2 separate regions of the Mus musculus genome follow, and region 1 is linked to region 2. The links are chromatin contacts, called in public promoter capture Hi-C maps. All regions are on one chromosome and are shown on one strand. Each heading gives the region's core, a stretch centred on a gene start, on an enhancer-like site or on the middle of the called end of the contact. The rest is flanking DNA. Distances are from core to core; before and after follow the strand shown. Region 1 has its middle 610 kb from the start of 4930568E12Rik. Region 2 holds the start of Cntn5 (contactin 5).

Evidence for each region. Promoter capture Hi-C pulls out the DNA fragments that hold promoters and counts their contacts.
Region 1: a promoter capture Hi-C map of second pharyngeal arch cranial neural crest shows a contact between it and region 2, with 6 times the contacts expected there. The contact joins the enhancer-like site here to the promoter of Cntn5 in region 2. A contact is called at or near these places in 7 of 39 promoter capture datasets (the 3T3-L1 cell line, cranial neural crest, liver and 3 more).

Annotation. Positions count from the first base shown.
Region 1 is chr9:12,493,232-12,498,373 of GRCm38.p6, reverse strand. No RefSeq gene overlaps it. Among named protein-coding and RNA genes, the nearest start is that of 4930568E12Rik, 610 kb to the left of the region's middle. Within about 2 kb of position 1,398, at least 2 of the 459 cell types and tissues checked have an H3K27ac peak or open chromatin away from gene starts, as enhancers often do. A contact at or near this core is called in second pharyngeal arch cranial neural crest, where this site is marked.
Region 2 is chr9:10,902,783-10,907,577 of GRCm38.p6, reverse strand. Cntn5 (contactin 5) reads left to right here and starts at 2,803. Exons shown (of 25, transcript NM_001170787.1): 1 at 2,803-3,093. Gm32710 (a long non-coding RNA gene) reads right to left here and starts at 3,133. Exons shown (of 3, transcript XR_001779092.2): 1 at 2,894-3,133; 2 at 1,575-1,809.

The DNA.
Region 1 (5,142 bases), core at 149-2,648, 1.6 Mb before region 2:
AGCTGTAAAATAAAATACTGATAGTTAATGGTCACAACATATGTCAATACTCTACTTTCTAAGCAAAGAGTAAAGATGGGTCCTTCAATGTTTCTTCTCTTTCCCCATATTGTTTAAGACCAAAAGATCTGATACATCCTTGAGTATAATAATGTCAACCTGCTTAATGACAAGACACATTCCCCTCATATTAAAACCAAAAGAAAAAACAGTGATTTCATTCAATTAATTTCATATATTTTGACAGTCATTTCTCCTGAAGGCATTCCATTGATGAGCTAGGAAGCCAGGGTTGAGTACTATCTATACACCTCTGTTTTCCTTGAAGTCCATGGCAGGTTTTGTGTCAGTCCTTGTTGCTTTACATTCAGTTAGGTTCCTAACTGTAAGCTAAATGTATTACAGACATCAGTATAGAATTGTAGAGAAGTGTTGGAATGACTACTCCCCCCCCCACACACACACACTGTGTATTACTGTTCATACAATGAACATTTAATACATAGGATGAACATATATTCTCCTTCTACTATTATATCTATATAGTCTTCATAAAACTTCTGATGGGAATCACTATATTTTTACTTGCTTTTCTTCCAATGTTAAAACTAAACACAAAAAAAAAAATTATCTGCAGAAAAACAAGTGGCACTCAGGATTCAATTTGTAGGCCTGGAAGCTATAGCACCATGGGTAACAGAATGAATAGCTATTAAGGTGACAGTGTACTTATGTCCTCTGGAAAGACTAAAATGCCTCTACATTAAGCTGAAATATTCAGGGTAATTGGAGAAAAATACAAGCAGGACTTCAGACTCAAAAGTTTAGTAAAGGCAGCAAAGCTGACTTTTTGTATCCATTCATAGTAATATGGTGTCTACAAATGATACTTGAATAGAACGTGCTATTTTTAAAGTCTTGTTTGTTGATTCTTGTGAACTAATGAGAGCAATGTATAAAAATGAACATTTTTATCCCAAATATCTTTTGATAGAGTAGACCAAAAAACCAAAACAACAAAATAACCAAAAACCAACCAACCAAACAAACAAAAAAACAGAAACAAAAAACCAGAAAACAACAACAACAACCACTAACAATTTATGTAAACACAGGCAGCACTTGACAGTCTGCTTTCTCATGTCTTAGAGCTTTAAGGGGGGTAGGAATCAAACAAGAATAACCAAAGTTCAACAAAAGCACACCTTTGAGTGCCAGAGGCACAAAACGAGATAAATCTTCCAAGCTTCAAGCCAATTATTCTCAACACCACAAAAAACGTCAGTGTGTGAAAACCAGGCATTGCTCTGAATTGTGGCCAACATATCAGAGGAAAGCACTCTTCCTGTGGAAATGCAAATAATGGGAACCTGATCCTATTCCCAATGTGCTTGGCAGTACAAAGAACTTGAGGTCACCCTGTACTTTCTAAAAATGAAAAGCAGAGACATGGGTTTCCCTCCATCTGTCTTCTATAAACCATTCTCAAAGAGAGGTGAAAAGAACTTAGTGCTGAGAAGGAATGTTAAATTATACTCTGTGTGGAGTGGAATCAGCTTTCAAATGTCCACACGCAATTGGTGTGGTTTGCCAAATACATGCAGAATCCTAATTTACATGGCAAAGGTATTTTGCTTTGAAAATGAATTTTATGTTATAATAAAGTTTCAAAGAAGCATATATATTATTTTAAATCTCCCCAAAGCCAAGTAGGTCTGAGTAGTTATAGACTCTGTCAAATTAAAGAAATTAAAGATTGGAAATAAGATTTACACATTTAATAAATAAGTGTTTTTGCTTGAATAAATAAGATTTTCTATTTGAAAACACAGAGTGTTCTTGATAATATTTAGAAATAAAAATTTAGTTTTCAGCAAAATAAAAGAAACTATATATTTTGTGCTATGAGAAAAAGAATTATACCTCTCTGGGCATTACGTGTGACATTCATTCTGTCTGTTCCATCCATACCTCCCAGCTCTCCCATGTGTCTTGCAAATTTTCCCATTTTGACTTATAATTTAAATTTATGCTTCTGATATGTCAAGATTTAAGACCCAATCAGGCTGCATTAAGTGATTTATTCTGGGCTACCTCTTTGTTTCATTCTTCTTCTCATATCACCAGGACCAATCAGGTCTTTTCTCTGTATAACCGACACTTGAGCGCGCGCGCGCACACACACACACACACACACACACACACACACACACACACACACACACGAGAGAGAGAGAGAGAGAGAGAGAGAGAGAGAGAGAGAGAGAGCAAGAGAGAGAGAAAGAGAAGACACAGAGACAGAGAGAGATACAGAGAAAGAGTCAGAGACAGAGAGATAAAGCTTTCTATTATAAGTCACTGAAGTTGTGAAAAACAGACTGTCTTTTACACAAATACCAAAAGTTGATCTAGCTAGTCTTTGGCAACTGCCTTCTGCATCTTTTAATTGGGGCAATCTGCAGAAGTATAAATCTTGCAATTCAGGTTTAGATGTTTAACATGGCTTATGCTCATGCTTATTACCCTCTGAAACTGAAAACAAGCCCCCTAATTAATTGTTTTTTTCTTATCAGCCACCTTGGTCATAGTCTCTCTCTCTTTTTTTTTTTTAGATATTTTCTTCATTTACATTTCAAATGCTATCCCCAAAGCCCCCTATACTCCCCCTGCTCCCTGCTCCCCAACCCACACACTTCTGTTTCCAGGCCCTGGCATTCCCCTGTACTGGGGCATATGATCTTCCCAACACCAAGGGCCTCTTCTCCCATTGATGGCCGACTAGGCCATCCTCTGCTACATATGCAACTAGAGATACAGTTCTGGGGGGGTACTGGTTAGCTCATATTGTTGTTCCTACTATAGGGTTGCATACCCCTTTAGCTCTTTGAGTACTTTATCTAGCTCCTTCATTAGGGGCCATGTGTTCTATCCAGTAGATGACTGTGAGCATCCATTTCTGTATTTTCCAGGCACTGGCATAGCCTCACAAGAGATAGCTATGTCAGGGTCCTGTCAGCAATATCTTTTTGGCATATGCAATAGTGTCTGGGTTTGGTGGTTGTATATGGGATGGATCCCCGGGTGGGGCAGTTTCTAGATTGTCCTTCCTTTCGTCTCAGCTCAGAACATTTTCTCTGTAACTCCTTCCATAGGTATTTTGTTCACCGTTCTAAGAAAGAGCAAAGTATCCACACTTTGGTCTTCCCTCTTCTTGAGTTTCACGTGTTTTGCAAATTGTATCTTGGGTATTCTGAGTTTCTGGGCTAATATCCACTTATCATGTGTGTTCTCTTGTGATTGGGTTACCTCACTCAGGATGATATCCTCGAGATCCATCCATTTGCCTAAGAATTTCATAAATTTATTGTTTTTCATGGCTGAGTAGTATTCCATTGTGTAAATATACCATATTTTCTGTATCCATTCCTCTGTTGAGGGACATCTGGGTTCTTTCCAGCTTCTGGCTATTATAAATAAGGCTGTTATGAACATAGTGAGTAGGTGGACTCCAGAAATTCAAATAACTCTATTAAAAATGGGGTACAGAGCTAAACAAAGAATTCTCAACTGAGGAATACCGAATGGCTGAGAAGCACCTGAAAAAATGTTCAACATCCTTAATCATCAGGGAAATGCAAATCAAAACAACCCTGAGATTCCACCTCATACCAGTCAGAATGGCAAAGATCAAAAACTCAGGTGACAGCAGATGCTGGGGAGGATGAGGAGAAAGAGAAACACTTCTCCATTGTTGGTGGGATTGCAAGCTGGTACAGCCACTCAGGAAATCAGTCTGGCAGTTGCTCAAGAAATTGGACATAGAACTACCAGAAGATCCAGCAATCCCTCTGCTGGACATATACCCAGAAGATGCTCCAACTTGTAGTAATTTCTCTTTTTAAGAAGAGACAGTAACTCAAGTAGGGAGAAGAACCTATCCTCAATTGAACCAATTCTAAACTTAATCTTATGTTCATACTCAGAGAGAGACCAGGGCTTAGCATCTGCTTTTTCTTTCTATAGAGTGAACTCCACACAGTTTGCTCAATCTCAGAGTTGAGACTCACTGATGGACCACTGCACCATTGTGGATAAGCATGCAAATCGGGAAGGACAGGAGTAGGGATCCAATGTCAGTTGCCTCAGTTGTAAAAACAATCCCCAAATAGCACAAAGTCAATAAGAAATTACACAGCTTTCCCTGACCCTCTAACCTTTCCCCAAAAGCATTTTCTTGTATATTACCAGATTTTACGGCTAATGTAAATATCAGCTTTCATGTTCTGAGAAATAGGAACTTAGATTCTTTAGGATGAATAGTTGTTATTTCCCTTCTCAACTCATTTATTCTAGAATGTTACATGTTTGTAGAAACTTAAGAAATGAGATGATTGTCTTTTCAACATGATATGGCTGTTATGCCATGAACTCACAATATAGTGACTTACTAAGCCAAGATCTTAATATATTGGGCCCGTTAATATTTCATCATGGAGGGAATATGGTGCTCTCACTAGGACACTATTGTACTTAATCTTTTCTGGGGGCAGGGTGTCATATTATTCAGTGATAGAACCCTAAAAGACACCCTTGCTCAAATAACTCCCACAAATGCTTATACAATCAACCCTAATTAAGTTCAGTGGGCCACAAATAGATCAATAAATTATTAAAATAGGAGGGGTCTTGGTGAAAATGAGGTTCAGGGAAAGCAAAGGGGGTTTGAGAGCATAAAGTAGGAGAAATGTGATCAAAATATATGTAGTTAAATTATGAAAGAATATATAAATAAGACTCAATAAGGAGTCTTTGAAACAATGGCTGAATTAGAGTTCATTTACTTTGGGCACATACCAAACAGTGATTCAGGCTTCAGTTAAAGAATTAACAGAGCAAACAAACCACGACTTTGTATATAGAGCAAAAGAAACATTGAACAAAAGGAAGTTATCTGGCAGTATCTGGTTCCTAGTGTCCATTTCTGCACTATTACTTTTAATAGCTGAGGTTAGTCTGTGCCCTGAGTGCTGCAATCAAAGAACTTGGCCTTGATGAAACTCAAAGTACTGGTCTTATTTCTATCTTCACTTTCTCCCTTGGCTAAGTCAAGGGGAAGGTTTCTTTCACACAACTCCTTGAAGA
Region 2 (4,795 bases), core at 1,554-4,053:
GTTAGTCTTTCTTCACCCAAAGGGACAGACTCTTACTTTCAGCATCACTGTTTCTCTTTGTTTACATGCCAGCCCTGTGGCTATGACAGAGTGCAACTATGTACATAATAAACATAACTTTCATGTTCTCAGAAAAAATAGAAAGTAGACAGCATAAAATAAGCTCCATGATACCAAAATTCTAAGCTTTACTTCAGAAAGATGAAGTTAGACAAATTAATATGTATGCATATTAATATACGATATATTTGTTAAACAGTGTAAGTAATAAAGAAGCAAAAATCAGTGTAGATTCTGAAGAAAGATAACTGAGTAAATTTGTCTGTCCTAAGTAATGACTAGAAGCTGCCATTTCGGTCTGCACAAAGAGAAAAAAAAATCTTACATCACTAGTTAATCCAAACCCCACATCTTTCTCATTCTCAAATGATCAGGAGATTTCAAAAAGAAAGAATATTATCTTATATTACGTTATTACATTATGCTTAAACAATAACTTACAGTATGTCTAACTCACAAATTTATTTTGTTTAATGGGAGCCAGATTTAATCCACCTACATTATTATTTTTTATTTCCTTAATTTATTGATTTGAGAACTGCCTGGCTAAATAGTCCAGGATGAACCCTGGCTATGTCATCGAGATTGTACCCACATTCATGATTGTCTTGCATGAGGCTCTTAGAGTGCTGAGATTATAGGTATGTACCACCAAACCTGGCTCTCATCCATCTTTTGAGAGGCAGATTTTGTTACTTATTAACTGTAAGACTGCATATATCCCTCTCACCATTAGTGTCTGGTAATGTGTTGTAAAGGAAGTATTCTTTGTAAGAAAAGCCAGATTAAACCTCTTCATCACTGTTCTTTCTGGCCTTACCAAATTTTCTCATGCTTTCTGGTGTTTCATGATCTCATGCCTTGATTTATTGGGATACATTCAGTATTTATTGTTTTAGTGAATACATTTCTAGAAGTCAACTTTCATCTTTTCTGGATCAAGGTTAGTTGAAAGCAGATATTAAAATAAAGGATTTAATGACCCAGAAATAGATAACAAAGGCAACAGATCCCCCACAGTATATCTACTATAGTGAAGCATCACCATGCTCAGACTCCAAGACCTGAAGGCTGTAAGTGGTCAGTTATAACAAACATTGATAGCTAAAACCTCATTGTACAATTTTTGAAAAAGCTTTAAAGCTTTTAGATTCAGAATCTAGTCTGCAGTATATTTAAAGAGCTTATAAAACTCTGGAGATTCTTTCCCCTAAACAACAGCCTGCTGTAGGCATTGAGCCAACATAGCAGAGAAGCCGCCCAGAAAACTTGCCTCTCCCAAACTATCCCTCGGTTAACACATAAGGAAAATAACCTAATTACTGGAAAGCATGAACAAGAAAATAAAAAGTATGGAAGGGTAGAGAAGCATTAAATGCAAATACACATTAATTGTCTTTGCTGTGGAGAAAGAAGCGAATCTACATCCTGAGGGTACCCATTCAATAAAGTCTTGATGTTTGCATAACATGTGCAAAGAGCCAAGGACCAGGAAAACGACTAATTTTAATTACCAGGAAAGCTGTAAGAACGGGATCAGAGAGCTCCAGTGGTATCTTGGCTTCCAGCTACTGGCTCTGTGCTCCTTGCCAATTACAGCCTCTCGCAGCCACTGGGGGCAAAAGCCATGCGGAGAGGATCCATCCAGATGAACGCAGGCTTGGGCTGGACGCACACACATGTGAATAGCGTGTGCCTCCTGGTTCAGGTGCAGCCCAAAGCTCACGCAGAGTTCCAAGTGTAGATAGGCTGGCAGAGAAGAGAGTATGTGATTCCAGACTTGTCACGTACAGGTGCAAGCCACATGGAGTTGGAGACAAAATGTATGTAACAAAATGTATTTCATAAATACTGGATTACCACCACACACATGAAACTGGAGCACTCAAAGACAGGGAAAGTGGAGAAACCTGAAGAACAATGACACTAAAGCTGTCACCGCAGATTTACTATCTAGGCAATTTTTTTTTTTTTTCAACTCTGGACATTGTGATTTCCAATGTGATTTTTCTGGACACTGACATTTTCCGAAAAACAAAAACAAAAACAAAAACAAAACAAAAAGCAACAACAACAACAAAAAATAACAAACTGCTATTTCTTTTGCTGTTTCAGAGCTGACTCTAAACCACTACCCCACTCATCACTCCCAAGGACAAGTAATAACACCCCCTATCCCAGCACTCTTAGATGAAACTCGCATGTATACATAAAAAAAGAGAATTGCCTCCCAGTTAGAACCTAACCACACTCTCCCAAGTGCCAGTTCTGCTCTGGAGCCCACATAAGTGAATCTGAGCCTCTGGCTGTCTGAGCTATCAACACAGCCTGGCAATCAGCAGGGACAGTGGCAGGCCAAGGGAGGAAAGGACCCAGACTCTGCCAGCACTGTTAGCTCTCAGTGGAGAGGTGGCCAGGTATGGGAACAGCCTTCATGACTTTGGAGAGAAAAAGATGGGGAGGGAATCGGTTAGCAAGTGATGCCAGGGGAGTACCTTCTAAGAAAAGAAAGAAATCCAAAGCCCTGCTTGAGGCATACAGTCTTTTACAGGCAGGGACATGCTAAATGAGCCTTTGCAGCGCAAAGCAGTGAGGCGCCTGGCGACGGTGACAGCGCGGAGCGGGAGGGGCGCGGGCCACTCTGGGAGAGACCCAGCCAGTCAGGGCGCGCGGCGCGGGGCGCGTGGACGCATTGGAGCATCCGCGCGCGAGCCCGGAGCAGCAGCGGGAGGAGGCGCCCACTTGCACCTGCCTGCATCTCTCAACTACTCCGCCCCACGCAACTGATGGCAGCCAAGTGCCATTAAAGCTGGCAGTCAGGAGGATGCCTCACCTGGGTCCCTTCTGCTGGGAGAGGCAGGGCAAACCAGAGGAAAATTCCCAGTGAAGGACTCAGAACTCTGCGATTTCTCTTCTGTCACAGGCTGTGGAGCACCTAAGGAACTGCTCCACCTGAGGTGTGTCCAGGGCACGAGGATGGAAGATGAGGATTGAGAATCACCAAAATGAACAGAGGCAGCTGGCGTCTCATTGGTAAGTGGCTGGCATTCCTTCGCTGGTGATTGCTGCCTGTGATGCTGCACTTTGGTTCCCAGCCACTTAGGGTTTTTGACACAATCACTTCTGCAAAGCCATCCTTCCTCGTCGTGTTGCCAGAGGTAAAAACTGTTCATTGGTGCATGTTTAAAGACAGGGAAAACAGTGGGTTTTTGTTTGTTTGTTTGTTTTGTTTGTTTGTTTGTTTTTCTCTGCTGGGATTTGATGTTGAAAAGTTGAAGCAAGTGTAAAACCTATTGTATGTTTCATAAAGCCACCGGAAACAGGAGGAAAAAACTAGAAGCAAGTATGCTTTTTGGATGGCAAATGTCAGGAGGGATAAGAATATTTTCTTACCAAAGTAATAAAATGCTTTGGAAGACAAAAATGAAATGGTGTTGTCAGGTCATGGCTGAGAATCTCATAGACCGAATAACTGAGAATACAGACAGAATACCTGGGCATGTAGTGGTGCAATAACTTGTTAAAATGCAGGAGAGATGCAAGCAGAGTTCTGCAAAGTTTGGGAAACTGAGAAAAGTGGAACCTCGAATTATGCTGAGTGATCTCCCCCACGTGTTGTGCATAGATGTTTGCTGAATATATGTTCCCAGTTTCTTATTTTTATAGGGATGTGGGGAGAGTGTTTTCTCAATTTCTATGACTATGATGTTCAGTAAGCTGAGGATTGCTATGACAACCTGAAAATTTTTAGGTTGCTTAAATTTATTTTATTCCAAAAAGAAAAAGAATTCATCAATATTTCAGAATAATTTTATGTAAAATTAGCATAAGTAAGACAAAAGCATGGTAATTGTAGGACAGGTTTGCAAGAGAGCTTTAATAGTACGATGTGTGTGAGGCTTTACCCATACACAGCTCACATGCTTTTATGAAAAGAAGTCATTTAGGTAATTCAGCTCTCTGCTCTGATTCTGAGTCTTAGCCATGAGAAAGAAATGAAAACAGTAGCAAACCTTAAAATAGCAGTGTCATTTAAAAAAGAAACAATGAATTAAGCTTACAAAGTGTTGTAAATGTAATTGGTTGCTACTGGGCTGCAGCACACCTTCTGGATTACCTCTAAATGTCACTGCAAGCTATAAGTTCTGCATCCTGATTAACACCAAGACTAAACTGAGACTAAGACAGGAAGAAATGCTTGCAAAGTGTCAGTGGCCAGTGGTGAACAACTCACCTGTCGTGCTTCCCATAATTTCTCATTTCATGCTGGAAGCATTTTAGTATTTCACAGTGCAAAGCCTGAGTCTTAAGCTTGGCAGGCATGCTTATATTGATGAGATGATAAACAGTCAATGACTATATACAAATAGATTTTACAAAGTGGCTAAAACAGTGGATGTATTATGTAAAAAGTCACCTCAATCTAATTAGTGGTAGAAGGAATACAGTTAAGACTCAAAAGTTAAAACAATAAATGTAATATAGAAGAATTTTTTTGGACTAGTTATCTTAGTTGGAACACCAGATGTAAAAGAGGTTAGATAAACAGACTGCTCAGTGTAAAGACTGGTGTTTCGAATTAAGGAAGGGTAAACACCTTAATGTTACCTAAAACTTCTGAAAACTATCAGAGTATAAATTGTATTAGACCACTCTCTGGTTTCATATGCAAGCAAATAGAAAATTAGAAAACTTCGAAGTTAGAAAATGAAAATGAGTGCTATGATGAACTGAG